Linked DNA regions of Callithrix jacchus: region 2 is linked to region 1. A link is a contact called in public Hi-C data. All regions are on one chromosome and are shown on one strand. The core of a region is the stretch at or near the end of the contact, and the rest is flanking DNA. Distances in the headings are between cores, read along the strand shown. Region 1 has its middle 17 kb from the start of LBX1. Region 2 overlaps BTRC (beta-transducin repeat containing E3 ubiquitin protein ligase).

Region 1 (7,491 bases), core at 2,875-5,374:
CTGGGTGGGCCCAGCAATTCCACTCTTTTAACTGGCTCCCAGGTGCTGCTGATACTGCCAGGCCAAGGACCACACTCTGAGTGGAAGAAACTGGAGAGTTGGATGTCTACTCCCCTGCGGGAGGGAGGGGAAGAAATGCTGAAAGGAAAGGCTGCCATCCTGAGGTCACACATTTGCTACCTTGCCTGACTCCTGGCTCCCAGCCCAAAAGAAGAGCAGAGCGTGGGCTCCACAGCCTCAAAGAAGGGCCGATTCTGGTTTCCCACTGACAACAGCCATCTGGGGTCAGCCTCAGGTAAACCTTGATCCACTCCAAGCCTCGGTCCACACTTACTGCCTGGGGCTCCCTGAGGGCCCTATAGGGATACTCTCAGTCTTCCTCCTCTTGGGCTCAGACCAGGACAAAAAACACTCAAGATGCTCATTTTGTCTCTGCACAGAGGTCCACAGACCTGCACTCAGGCAGCCGCCTGACCCGCACCCCAGGCTCTTGCCTCCGTCTGTACAGTGGGCATCGGAACGCCTAGTGCCTACATCTCCAGGTTCCCCAGGGACTGAAGGAGGGAATCGGAACAAGAGGCTCTGCCCACAGTACAGCTGCCTGTTGAAATGACCAAGGCGCCTGCCTAAAGTTTCAATGCTTTGCAAGCATTGCATTTTGCTTTTTAAATTATTATTTACTTATTTTTAAGAAACAGGGTCTCACTCTGTCACCCAGGCTGGAGTGCAGTGACACAACCATAGCTCGCTGCAGCCTCGAGCTCCTAGACCTATCCTGTCATTCCAAGTCCATGTCACTCTAGCTTATTGCCCCCATGGTCTGCCCAGCTCCCTGCTCCCTGCCCCATCTTTGGAAGAAAACCAGAGATGTGGAGCGGGGTGGTCTCTAGGAGGGCTTTTCTGGGAGACCTCACTGGCTGCTTATGATTCATAACACTAGGTATTCCAAGGCAGTGGGTCTCACCCCCAGGGACAAAGGAATCCCAATAGCTGGAGACTGTGACAGAAATGTACCACAGCTCAGCCTGTGTGTTTCTAACAGCTTCCCCAGAACTTGGTGTGCAGTTTCCCAGTGTCTGAAACTGACATTAAGTAAGTCCAATTTCTTTCTTTTTTTTCAAGACGAAGTTTCACTCTTGTCGCTCAGGCTGGAGTGCAGTGACACAATCACGGCTCACTGCAACCTCCACCTCTCAGAGTCAAGCGATTCCCAGCCTCCTGAGTAGTTGGGATTACAGGCACCCGCTACCACACCCACCTATTTTTTTGTATTTTCCGTAGAGATGGGGTTTTACCATGTTTGTCAGGCTGGTCTAGATCTCCTGACCTCAGGTGATCCACCCACCTCGGCCTCCCAAAGTGCTGGGATTACAGGCATGAGCCACCTCACCCGGCCCAAATTTCTTTTTGAAGAAGGTAATTGGCATGGATATTTTCCTTCTTTCTTCCGCCCTCAGAGACCAGCTATATATCTTTGGTGGGAAAGGTGGGCTGGGAAGAAAAGGCCACACAGTGTGGATCCCCTGGTGAGCAGCAAATAAGAGACCCTCACATGCCCACAAGGATGGAGCTCTCTGAAAGAGGGGGCCGCCCTGCATGGACTCTAATCTCGGGATCATCTTCCTCCTGTCTCCAGAGCTCACTGGTCAGGCCAGGAGAAGGTTTTCCTGGGCTTACCCACACCTCTACGTCCAGCACTGAAGTTCCTGAATAATCACCAGCATTTGAACTGAAATATGCCTTTTGCAACGCACCCTGTGGAGACATTAGCTCATCTGAGGCAGGGATTATTATGCCCAGCTCACGGATGATGGAACTGAGGTTTAGAGAGATGAAGTGACTTGCCGGAGTCCCACAGCTAGAAAGTTACAGACTTAAACCCAGGATGTCTGATCCTAAATGGCAGGTGGATTTCCACATTTGGAAGTCATGCTGGGGAGGAGCAGATGGGAAGGGGAGAGATTCTGCAGTTTTCCCAGAAGAATCTGGGAAAGGGAAAGAAGGAGCAGGCTGCTTCATGAAAGGGAAAATTCTCAGCCTTGCTCCCCGATTCTGTTTCAGTGGCTCTAAAGTGGGGCCCTGAAATCTGCATGTTTTCAAGCTCAGACTAGCACACAGCCAGGCCCATCAGCAGCTCCTCCCTGCTGCCCTCCCATCCTGGGGGAAGGGAGGGACACGAGGTATCCTGGCTGTAGTGCAGTGACTCCAGGGACCCCAAGATGTCCACTCTGGGAGTACATCTTGCCAGGAAAAACTACTTAAGACCCCAAGAGAAAAAGGATGGAAATGGATGGAAGGAAGACAGAGGATCCCCTTCACATCTTTCCCATCTAAGGCTTGGGGTTCAGGACTCTCATTTTCTCTGGCTACTTAGAGTAAGTGGAAATTCCCAATACCTGTGGCCAATCTGATCTCTGTCTGGGGGGATGTCCCGCTCTGTGGACATGGCAGGTGGGCAAGAGGGGATCTGGGACAGAGTTCTGGGAGACTTACAAACAATCACAGAGCATCGCCTCAAATGAAAGGCTGTCACCAGATCTCAGGTCACAAGGGACTTTTGAAGCCTAGTACCCCTCCTGTCACACATTCAGACACACTGCTCCCTTTCTCTAAGGACAGTCTCAAAATTGAGGACAAACACCTAGAGTGACCTTAACAGACTGCGTCCTCCCACACCTGCCCAGGGGTTCATCCCACCCTGATCCTTGCTTCTCCTAAATGTTCAGGATTGGAGAAGTTCCTGCAGTGGGTTGCGAACAGGTCTCAGGAGTGGGTCTTGGGTGGGTGTGGCTCTGCAGGGTCAGGGGTTCAGTGTCAAGAGAAGGTGGCAGCCTGGGACGGTGTGGGGGAGTGTTTGGTGCCCCAGGGCATCAGTGCTTGTGTGTGTCAGGCACGTGAGGGCCCCATGAGGGCATCATGGGGCACAGAACTTCCTGCTGCACCCTCTACCTATTAAGTTTTCTGCCAGGATGTCACCAGAAGCTCAGGGATATATGGCTGTTCTAGAAGTGCCAGGCAGAGCTGTCACCACCTCTCACCAGTTTTTATCTACTCTGAACAACTTGCCCAAGACCCCTGGACTGAGCCTGGGTTGGCACTCACTCTTCCCCTGACCTTTCCCTCTGTAGTGTGCTAGCTGGGGAACATGGCCCATCCAAATCAGGCCTGATGATCACACTGTAGGCAAAGAAATTTCTTCTTATTTATGCATTGTTACTTTTATTTCAATTAATTAATTAATTAAATTGAGATGGAGTTTTGCCCTTGTCACCCAGGCTGGAGTGCAATGGCGCTATCGCAGCTCACTGCAACATCTGCCTTCCTGGTTCAAGCCTCCTGAGTAGCTGGGATTACAGGCACCCACCTCCACATCCACCTACTTTTTGTATTTTTAGTAGAGACGGGGTTTCACCATGTTGGCCAGGCTGGTCTCAAACTCCTGACCTCAGGTGATCTGCCCTCCTTGTGCTGGGATTACAAGTGTGAGCCACTGGGCCCAGCAATTTATGCATTGTTACTTTTAATTGACAAGTAAACATTGTATATATTTATGCTGTGCAATATGATGTATATACCCTGGTGCAGGGCAAGAAATTTCTTCCCTCCACGTATCCTATCAGCTGGGAGGCAGCCCACCCCACAGCAGGAGTGAGAGAGATAAGATTAGTGCAGAACTAGCAGTGCAGGTGGAATTCAGCAACACTGAGTCATCCCTTCCCTGTGCAAACTCATGAATATCGGAGGAGCCCTGGTGCACCTTTGGGAAAGGGACCTCCTCCCTGAAGGCAGCAGGATAGCTGAGAAGACTGTGAACTAATTATAGGAATTTCTCAGCTTCCCCCTCGGCAGCCTGCCGCAGTGCCCCACAATAGACAGCAGAGGGCGCTCCTGCCTAACCTTTCCCAAGCAGAGCAGGGTGCGAGGACCCAACTTTGCGAGCCGGGAGAGTTCTGATCTTTGCCCGCAGGGTACCAGGAACTGAGCTGGGGGCCGGGCTCGGGTAGGAATAGAAGTGAGAGGGGCTCATAACTGGGCCCCAAGGAGAACCTTTTTTTTTTTTTTTTTTTTTTTTTTTTTTTTTTTTTTAGCTCCCCAACAGCAGAGACATGGGGTGGTCCCTTCCTCAACCCCACCCCAAACCCAATCCCTGAAACAGCGTCCCGCACGTCTGCCGGGTCCGAGTGAGAGTCCCCCTAGCCAATTCCTTGCGGGCCTCTACTAAAGGCTTCACTTACAAGAAGTGAAGGTCAGAGGCTGGGAGCGATGGCTCACACCGGTAATGCCGAAGCTTTGGGAGACCGTGAGTTATGATCATGACACTGGACTCCAGCCTGAGTCAGAGTGACAGACAGAAACCCTGGTCTCTATTTTTAAAAGGAAGTCCGGGCACCGTGGCTCACGCTCGTAATCCCAGCATTTTGGGAGGCGGAAGAGGGAGGATCTCTTGAGCCCAGAAATTCAAGACCAGCATGGGCAATATAGCTAGACTTTGTCTCCACTAAAAGTTAAAAAAAAAAAAAAGAATAGCGGAGGCTGCAGTGAGCCAAGATCATGTCACTGTACTCTAGCCTGGGTGACAAAGTAAGACCCTGTCTAAATAAATAAATAATTTAAAAAAATAAGCCAAGCATAGTGGCGCGCGTCTGTAGTTCCAGCTACATAGGAGATTGAGGTGGGAGGATCGCTTGAGCCTGGGAGGTGAAGACTGCAGTGACCCAAAATAGCGCCACTGCACTCCAGCCTGGGCGATAGAGTAATAATAAATAATAATAATAATAAAATGGGGTGAATCGTGTTCACGCATAAGCGTGTGATTTGGGAGTGGGACCGCGTCAATGTGGATAGCCGAGCTCAGGTGGGTGGGGAAAGGGGTGGCTGAAGGGCGCACGCTGCTGCTGAGCATCTCCGTAAGTACCGCTAGGTGGCGCTCGAAGCCCGTGTCATAGAGAAGCGCGGCCTTTCGAAGACCTGTGCACAAGAGGGGATCGGCTTGGAGACCCGAGAGGGCTGCAGGAAGAAAGAGCCCAGACCCTATGATCCTCCCAGAAACAGCGGGATGGCCCGGGTACAAGGGGCCTTTGCGGCAGCCAACGTTCCCCGGAGGCTTAAAAGGGGGCGAGGTGAAGAGGAGGACAAAAGTGTGGCAGGCGCTGCGAGGGAGGGAGGAGGCATCCCCCAGCCTTCCCTAGGATCTTGGAGGGGTGGGAGCCTGTCGTCGACACACGTGCGTCTCTGGATTTATGGGTTCCGTTCTAAGATTTCTAGGAGAAGAATTCGGGATCTTAGAGGCCAGATTTGGCCCTGGAGTCAAACGTACAAGGGCATGCCCCTCTGTTTTTCTCCCAGGATCTGCGGGTCTGTGTGTGAGCAGCTGCTCTGGGCTTGCGCCTGGGAGGGCAGAGGGTGTGGGCCCCCGGGCCTTCGGGCTCCCTTCCTAGCTCTTCCTTCGGACACCCACAGCAGCTTCTCCTGATACTGGAAGATCTGCCCCCAAGCTTCGAGGAACTGCGATCCGCCCCCCATCCCCGCATCAGCGCCCAAGAGAAAGGGGAATAGGGTTCTAAAAGTATCCAACTCAGGCCCGTTCCCCAGATCAGAATTAGTTTCTCGGGGACACCCCCGCGCCGCGGGCCATTCTCTGCCTGGGGCCTTTCCCGACGGATCCATAGGGCCCAGCCTGGCTTCGACGGCGCCTGCAAATTAGAGACTCTGATGCCTCAAACTTGTGGGGTCCTGCCTTCAGCCCATCCCCCTCTCCCGAGGCTTGGCGTGAGGGCCCTATCCTTCCCACTCCTCTTCACCCTCCGAATTTAGTCGGGGGCCTGTGTGGAAGGAAAGGAAGACCTGGAGAGACCGAGTGGCCTCACTGCCACAGTGCAGCCTTGGATCCTGCCTGGCCGCCGTCTAGGAACTCGAGATCCGAGGAGGGGCCAAAGCAGCCGGCGCCGGGGTCAGGCCTGGCGGACCCGAGCGTGTCGGTGAGACCTGGACCCACAGGCTTCTTTCTCAAAAGCAGAGGGTGGCAGCCGGGAAAGGATGCGTTCCCATTGCAGGGGCGATGGAAAACTGGAATCAGAGACTGCAGGAGGCGGGGCATGCGACCCCGGAAGATGCCTTCCTGACTTTCCAGGCCTGCTTGCCCAGCTCCGGGGGTCTTAGCAGCATCCTCGGTGGTTGCCAAGCCCCTGGGAAGGGGGTAGGTGGAGCTTGAAAGGACTCTGGGTCTCTCTTTGGGACTGCAAAGTCCCCTCAACTCTCCTGGCCCTCCCATCCGCCCCCTACTCGTGCCAGCGTAGGGTAGCCCCGAGCCTAGCACGCTGAGATGTGGGAAGGTGTGGGTTTGCCGAGTGGGTGGCCCCAACAGAACGAATCCAAGGTTCTGGGAGGAATTGGGAGACGTGAAGGGTTGGGTATCTGCCGCCCCGGGATGGGCCACCCGCTTTGCGGCTTCGGCTCTGCAGGCGGCCCGGCCTAGCGCGGAATGAAGCCTGCCCCTGAGAGTCCCCGCCTCCTCCCCGAGGCCGGAGGTATTAGTGCTGCTTGATCAGACCTCATTTCCTGCGAAAATGGAAACATATCCAGGGTCCTTAATAAAGTGAATGAGGAGGCTTCGGTGTAATTGGGCTTCCGTTTGGTGGCTATTTCCTTAAACTGACAGTGGGAAAAAAAATGTAAACTCACGGTGCTCAGATGTAATTGTATGATTATCAAAAAGAGTGCAGGATGGATTATCAGGGCAACAACCTACAATCTGAGAAATGGGCACAAACGCTTACCCAGACCAGCGACCCAGAAGTCCCGGACTTCCACACCAGCCTGGTATCCAAGCGCGCACCTCTGCAACCTTCAGCCTCTCCTGCCAGCCAGAGACCCGCCCTGCCGCTGCCATCCGGACACGCGGGATCTTTATTTATACGCTGGGGTGGGGGTGGGTCTTTTCCCTCCCTGCAGAGGAGGAGCGTCCTCTAAGACAAGGGGCGGCCTGGCTGCGAGTCCCCTGACCACCTGCCCGGCCCGCGTGCGCTGGCTGCATATTTCTATGCATAATCCAATTTTCTCCGTGACTATCTAGTTAAATTCTTTAACAACAGCTACATAATTAGAATTTGGATTCCCATTAATTTTCCTTGGGCCTCGAACCATTTGCAGCTCACACTGGTAATTAATGCGATACATCACTAACTTTACCCAGCGCAGGCCAGCCCGGCTCAGGTCGCTGGGCCAGCGCCGGGCACCCTCCTGCCCCTGACTCTGAACCTTGCTTCCCGGGTAGGAGCCGATTTCCTCCCTCCAAAGCCAGATGACTCGGGCCCGCGAACCAAAAGCCTTCTTTCCAGGAAATTTCACAATTAAAAATATTTATCGGGAGCAGATTTACGTTTCTGGGTTTCCAGTCTCGGGGCGTCTGGGTAGGCTATTAAGAGTAATTAGCATCTTTTGCGCATGCAGATTTACTTCGCTCATTGCCACATAACTCATCCCTAAAAGCCG
Region 2 (7,491 bases), core at 2,172-4,671, 230 kb after region 1:
AATAACGCCCGGGAGCGGCTGCAGGTCCTCGACATCAACAAGGCCTTTAAGGATCTGGGGTGCATGTGTGAACTGCACCTCAACAGCAAGAAACCTCAGACCAAACTGCTGATTCCTCACCAGGCAGTCTCAGTCATCCTGAACTTGAAGCAACGAGTGCGAGAGCGGAACCTGAACCCCAAAGGCTGCCTGTTTGAAACGGCGAGAAGAGGAGAAGGTGTCGGGCGTGGTCGGAGACCCCCAGATGGTGCATTTCGTTGCCCACCGAGGCCTGAGCGAAGCCCACAGTCCCGCCGGGCACTTGTGAAAGTAAACAAAACCAGAAAGCAAGCAACAAAACATACAGTTTGTCAGAAAAGAAAAAAAAAATGCCTTAACTGTGAAATGTGGAGAAATCGAAACATACCACTCCAGGGAGATACTGTGGAAACCTGGCTTATTCTTCAAAAGCCACCAGCAAATTGTGCCTACGTGTAATTTTTTTTTAAAAGGAAAATAACATTAGTTATAAGTTTTTTTTTTCTTAATGTAGGTGAAAATTAGCAAGGATGCTGCCTTTGGTCTCTGGGGGTTTTTTTTTTTTAAGCTTTTTTTTTGGCATATGTTTTGTAAGCAGCAAGTTTTTTTGTATAAAAGTTCCATGTGTCTCGCTACTTCTGCTGTTTCTAGACTGAGCATTGCATTTCCTGGTCAACCTGATGATTAAACGTTGTATTTTGAAAAAAAAAGTGCATGTGTAAGATGTTGGAAATATATTAAAGATTGTTTCTTTTAAAAAGAATGTAATTATGGATTTTTAAAATATTTTAGCCAGTGTTGAAATCTATTGATCGTCTTCTGCCTTTACAACTTTTATATACATTCAGTAAGAAAAGTAGAGATTACCTGACCGGGCACGATGGCTCATACCTATAATCTCAGCACTTTGGGGGGCCGAGGCAGGCGGATCATGTCAGGAGATCGGGACCATCCTGACTAACAGAGTGAAAGCCCGTCTCCATTAAAAATACAAAAAATTAGCCAGGTGGGGTGGCACATACCTGTAGTCCCAGCTACTCAGGAGGCTGAGGTTGGAGAATCGCTTGAACCCAGGAGGCGGAGGTTGCAGTGAGCCAAGACTGCACCACTGCACTCCATCGTAGGTGACAGAGTGAGACTACATCTCAAAAAAAAAAGTAGAGATGACCTGAATTTGCTACATTTTATCTTATTCTGGAAATAGTCTGCCTATAGAAGCGATATCTGAGGCTGATGTGTCTTTCCAGATGCCTGCTTGGTTACTTAAATAATTATTTCAAGTTTTGAAATAATAGACTCCTTTATTGCTGAGTATTTTGATATGTCTATGATACAGCTAATATTTATTTTCAGGCTAAAATGAGGCATTATCTGATATTTAGAGTAAACCAAATCCTCTTATTATGAGATAGTCAGATTTCCTTAAGTTTTTTCTTTTAATTTTTTTATGATGGGTCCTAAAAATTAAACTCTTCACTCTAGGTAAAGGGTTTATTGCTTTATTGTTTTGTTTTGTTTTGAATAATGTTGGATTTTTCCTAATTGACCTAACTTCCACAGTACCTCTAATGGAAGAAGGGAGATCCAAATAACTTTGGGGGCCTGATGTTGCCCCAGTTTAAGAAGCACAAACCAAAAGGATGGAATTGATGAAAACCTTAAAGAGGTGATGGGAACTTCTGCGGATGACTGTCCTTATGAGACAAATTCTGGCTGTGGGAAGTTAAGACTCATCTGTATTCTCTGGGGTCTGGAGAAATACTGTTACTTTCTTTATACTATGAGACTAGCTTCTTGTTATCCATCTTTCTTTGTGCGGAGTAGAGGCCATTGTACCACAGAAGTTCTTTTTGTGCTATTCAGGAATCATTATTGGACATTTTGTGACTGCCACAACTATTTGTACCATCTTTTGCTATTGTTCTGCTTTATAGGGTAGTGTTTTGTTGTTTGTAAACTTGGTATTTTATGTCTACTGCCAAGCTACAGAATCTTAGTAGATATAATTCAGAAAACTCTTTCCCTTGTCATTTTTCATGAAGAGAGAAGCCCAGGTTATTTACAGATGACTCATTGAGGGAAAACAACAACAATCTCTTGACTGTGTGGCTGTTTAGGTATATAAGAACTGTAGTACTTTACCATTGGGACCTGATACTCATGAGTTTGCTCTTCCTGGGAGTGATGTTGAGTAGTTGTGAGCTTGTCTAAGCTTATTCTCAGTCCTCTGAAGAACAAGGCTATTATATTGAAATAGTTATCTGGGCTTTGGGATGCAGTACATCACAATGAAACAGGATTTTGGAGTGTGCTTTCTCCTGCTGGGTTATCTGTTATCTGCCTTTTAAAGTTCTCAGGTGCACCATTCTAATCCTCCAGACCTTTGTTGCAAACCTATTATCTCTGGCTTGGTATGAATTAAATTGGAATTCTGTGTCCCGTAAAATTGACATGAAGAAAAGGAGCATTCATTTTCATACTTGATTCTTTAAGAAAAAATTCAAGTTTTAGCCTGATTGGGTGTAACTTTTTACATGTGTTGGATTAGATGGTCTTAAACAGAAGGGAAAGAATAGCAATCAAAGTAATCTCATTTTATGTTTTTATGTTTCACATATACACATACATATACTACATTATGTCAAATTAGTAAATACAAAGCTTTTGAATATGAATGTAAGTTTTATATTTAAAAGAAAGTATATGATTAGTTTTACCAAAATATACTTGCTATTGTTTGTTGTAGCTTCTACCATTTATATGAGCCATTGTTTGGGGGAGTACCTGTTTTGTTACTGGTAATAAAATATAAGGGAAATTTTAATATAAGAGCATATTTCCCCTAGATTTTAAAAAAGCAGGTCATTATTTGTGTCAACTACAGCACAGTGCAATCTTTTGGGGAGAATTGGTAAAATGAGGATAAAATGAATACAGGATTCCAGCAGCTTGAAAATAACATAGTATTTGACCAAAATCTCTTGTATTTCCTACTCTGGTTCAATTCCAGTAGTCCTGGAAATGTGCCTATGGACTATTTACAGTGAGATTATAAAACTGAATCATGATTTTGGTGACTAGAAGCCAGAGCATGTGGCTACAGCACCCCAGCTGGCAGTAAGCTCTCCCTAGGTTTATGAATGTAGTTAGATGGTCCCCAACTGTTTACAAGACAGCAGAGGTGAGATTTTTGATTGACAAGTCAGAAATGCATTAGATCATTCTCTCTGCCAGTCTCTGGTTCATGCTGTTAAAAATGTCAGCCTCCAAGTTTGAATGGCAGCCTGAGGGCCTTAGAAGCTTTTTGTTTTCTGAGATGGAAACACAAATTGGATGTGTGCCTGAGCGCTTCATCCTGGGCTGTAATTTCATCTTTTAGCTAAGAACCACAAGGTACACGAGCAAAGCACCCTGTAAACAATAATACTGTGGAAAAAAAATAAACAAGGTCGTGTTTCTGGTACGTTGATCCGATGGTGTCCTGACCTCTATCACGTTGAACATCTCCACCCTGATTGCTGTTCCCTTTGGCATTACAATGAGAGAAAGAGAGACTGACATAGGAAGAAAAGATTTAAAGTTGCAGTATCGTTGCACATTCCTTGTATTGGCTATGAAATATTGAACTGTCAGAATGTGACACTTGGTTTTTTAAGCAACCTTTCTTGTTTGAGGTGTTTGCAGTTCATTCCTTTTTCCCCCATTTGTCTGCTTTCATTGATAGGGTTGGAAGCAGTTGCCTTAAATGCATGAAAAGGGACAGTGTTAAAGAGAAGTGGTGCTGATGGAGCCAAACAAACTTAACCCTGGGAAATAAATGTAGGCTGTGGGCAAAGGAGATAAAGTTGGGTTAGTATATTATTAATAGTGGGATTTATGGAACACCCTATTATAAGGAAGAATCAGATTAGGTCGCAGTTCTGTTTTTTTGGAGGCAGGAAGTTGGGAAGGTGGTATTAGGTAAAGAGATCCATTGAGATAATTTATTAAACTGATAGTCTGCTATATGGCAGTATTGCCAGGCCAATCAAAATTCACCCAGCAATTTTATTTATTGCTTTGATTATCCAGTGTCTTCAACAAGTGGTAAAATTATAGAAGACCTTAAAATTTTGGAAAGAAAATTTTTTTATGTGGAAAGTTTGTGTTTATAGTAAGAAAGTTCATTAATAGATAATAATGGAAGAAACATTGTGCTTATATTAGTCCAACTTATGGCACATGAATAGAAAATCTTCCTTGAAAAAGCCACCATATATTTTTGGAAAATATTTTGTAGTAATAAAATGAGTTTTCTATTATGTTTTGAATTACATCTTTTTTTTCAAGCTATGAGTAGGAATTTGTAAATTACAGTACATCTTAAAACAGCATATATATTTGAAAAAACTTTTTTCTTCTAAGGAAGCACTGTTGATCTATGCTCTCATTTTCATCCATTTTTGGGCGTAGAATTTGTAAGTAAAGTTTTAACTGAGAATAACCTTTATGTAGTTCTTCTGGAGTATTGAAAAGAGAGTTTATATTGAAAAGTACATCAGTGGCTGAGCACTGTGGCTCAAACCTGAAATCCCAACACTGGGAGGCTGAAGTGGGTGGATCACTTGAGCTCAGGAGTTCCAGACCAGCCTGGGCAACATGGTGAAACCTTGTCTTTACCAAAAATACAAAAAAAATTAGCCAGGCGTGGTGGCACTGGTCTGTGGTCCCAGCTACTTGGGAGGCTGAGGTGGGAGGATTGCTTGAGCCTTGAAGGTTGAGGTTGCAGGGAGCTGAGATCATAAGACTGCACTCCAGCCTGGGTTGAAAGAGTGAGACTCTATCTTTAAAAAAAAAAAAAAGCAACATTTAGCTTAGCCCTCTCCTCTGCAGATATGAAAGGCAAGAGCTGTTTTGCTTCAGTCCAGTGAAATGCACTGGAAAAATGGTGTTGGTAATTCCTGCTTTGAGGTCATGCTAGAAAGAGAGGAGATAATACTTGTAAAATATAAGTCCTGCTCCTTTGTATCCAGATTTTTGTCCTTAAAAATATTGTGCTCAGAAAGTAATACCAAAGGGAGGGATATTAAGAACTAGTTATTGTTATTTTTAAATATTGCTCTGAATTTTTAAAGCATAAACATTGATGTAGATTTGCATTTAAGCTATGAGAACCCACTGTCTTGACTCAGTAGGGGAGTTTTCAAAAATCATTCTTGTAGAAATTGATCTCTCATTGGCTGATTTCTACAGGATGAATGAAAACAAACCATTTTTTGCAATCTTAGAAGAATAAGAGGAATACAAGTATTTAATAAATGAGACTGAAATGTGCTTTTATGGAGTTTTCTAAATCTAGTAAAAAGAAACTATACAAAATTTCTTCTTCTTTGGTGTATTATGCATCAATACAGTGAAAATGCCTCACAGTTTATGGGCTTTTTAAACCACACCTCCACAATTAATGATCAGCTTTATTATTTAAACTCCAGGCTTGCCTCATGAGCAAACGTCAGTGTATTTATAGAACCATAGAATTTAAGCATTGGACCAGACATCAGAGAACCATCTAGTCACATATGTCTCATAATATAGGAATCTTTATGAAATATGTTTGGCAGGGAGTCATCTAATCCCTGCCTGCTCACCACCATTATTGGTGAATCCAACGTCTTGAAGGATCTTGCTTTCTACTTTGTTGATTCTATTAAAAAGTTTTTTCTTGGCTGGGCATGGTAGCTCACGCCTATAATCCCAGCACTTTAGGAGGCTGAGGCAGGCAGATTGCCTGAGCTCAGGAGTTGAGGATTAGGCTGGGCAGCATGGTAAAAGCTCGTCTCTACTAAAAAATCCAAAAGATTAGCCAGGCTGGTGGCATGGGCCTATAGTCTCAGCTACTTGGGAGGCTGAGGCATGAGAATTGCTTGAACCTCGAGACAGAGGTTGCAGTCAGCCAAGATCGTGCCACCATATTCCAGCCTGGGGCTGGACTCTGTCTCAAAAAAAAAAAAAAAAAAAAAGTTTTTCTCAAGAAGGAAGTAAAGTTTTTTTTCCACCCACTGATTCTAATTTTTCCTTCTGTAGTAATAAAATTTTTATCTTTTTCACATATTTGTATGTTTGAGAATCGCTATCATGTTGCTTATATCTTCTGTTCCCCAGGGTGAATGTTTCTTTTCTGGTTCTGTTAGTGTTTCTTTAGAAAACTGTCAATAATCATTCCTGCCATTTTCTTTTCTTTTTTTTTGAGACGGAGTTTCGCTCTTTTTACCCAGGCTGGAGTGCAATGGCGCGATCTCGGCTCACTGCAACCTCCACCTCCTGGGTTCAGGCAATTCTCCTGCCTCAGCCTCCTGAGTAGCTGGGATTACAGGCACGCACCACCATGCCCAGCTAAACTTTTTTTGTATTTTTAGTAGAGATGGGGTTTCACCAAGTTGACCAGGATGGTCTTGATCTCTTGACCTCGTGATCCACCTGTCTGGGCCTCCCAAAGTGCTGGGATTACAGGCGTGAGCCACCACTCCCAGCAATCCTGCCATTTTCATAACCCATTCTGGTGTTATCCTGCTTGTCCATCCTCATGAATACATCCCACATTTGATAGTGTCTTCATTACATTGTGGCATGCACAACTAGAGGCAGTGCTGAAAAAAATCTGCAATAATATAGTGTGTAAAGAAATCTGGGCTGGGTGCAGTGGCTCACGCCTGTAATTCCAGCACTTTGGGAGGCTGAGGCGGTTGGATCACTTGAGTCCAAGAGTTTGAGAGCAGCCTGGCCAATATGGGGAAACCTTGTCTCTACTAGAAATACAAAAATTAGCTGGTCATGGTGGTATATGCCTATAATCCCAGCTACTTGGGAAGCTGACGCATGTGAATCGCTTGAACCTGGGAGGCAGAGGTTGCAGTGAGCCGTGATCACACCCACTGCATTGCAGCCTGGGTGACAGAGTGAGACTTTGTCTTTAAAAAAAAAAAAAAGTGTAATAAGGCAGAATACAGTGTAAACACATCTTGTTTTGAACACAATTTGAATAATGTAATTACTGCCTAAGATTGCACATACCTCTTTGTTGTGAATGACAGAAGAATTTCCAGGAACTTAGCCTGGGTTTGTTTCCTCATCTTTTCTTTGAAGCCAGAAAAGCATATGTAAGCACTTTGACAAATGATATAATGTAGTCGCATATCAGAGTGGTACAGGTATTTTAAACCTAGCCCGAGTTCCTGAAGATGGTGAACATCTGCTTAGAGGTACTGTAGAGCTCCACAATGCACTAATTGAATTACTCTTTTCTGGAGTTGCCGACTGCACTAATTGAATTAGAATCTGTGTGTGTGTGTGTGTGTGTGTGTGTGTGTGTGTGTAACTGAGATAATCCCAACCTTAACAGGAGAGACTATGAGAGACATGACTGATGGTGTGTACTGTGCTGCTATCTAATGGCAGTCTATGGAACTACTACGTAGTCTCCAGAGAAGAGAAAAT

The links. A called contact is a pair of places that touch in the nucleus more often than the background predicts.
Region 2: a Hi-C map of skeletal muscle shows a contact between it and region 1, with 9 times the contacts expected there. The contact joins two enhancer-like sites. A contact is called at or near these places in 3 of 3 Hi-C or Micro-C datasets (induced pluripotent stem cells and skeletal muscle).

What each region holds. Positions count from the first base shown.
Region 1 is chr12:94,160,582-94,168,072 of calJac240_pri, forward strand. No RefSeq gene overlaps it. Among named protein-coding and RNA genes, the nearest start is that of LBX1, 17 kb to the right of the region's middle. Within about 2 kb of position 4,125, at least 1 of the 16 cell types and tissues checked has an H3K27ac peak or open chromatin away from gene starts, as enhancers often do. A contact at or near this core is called in skeletal muscle, where this site is marked.
Region 2 is chr12:94,392,385-94,399,875 of calJac240_pri, forward strand. The region is part of intron 1 of BTRC (beta-transducin repeat containing E3 ubiquitin protein ligase); the gene reads left to right. It also overlaps the pseudogene LOC144578733. Among named protein-coding and RNA genes, the nearest start is that of BTRC, 87 kb to the left of the region's middle. Within about 2 kb of position 3,422, at least 2 of the 16 cell types and tissues checked have an H3K27ac peak or open chromatin away from gene starts, as enhancers often do. A contact at or near this core is called in skeletal muscle, where this site is marked.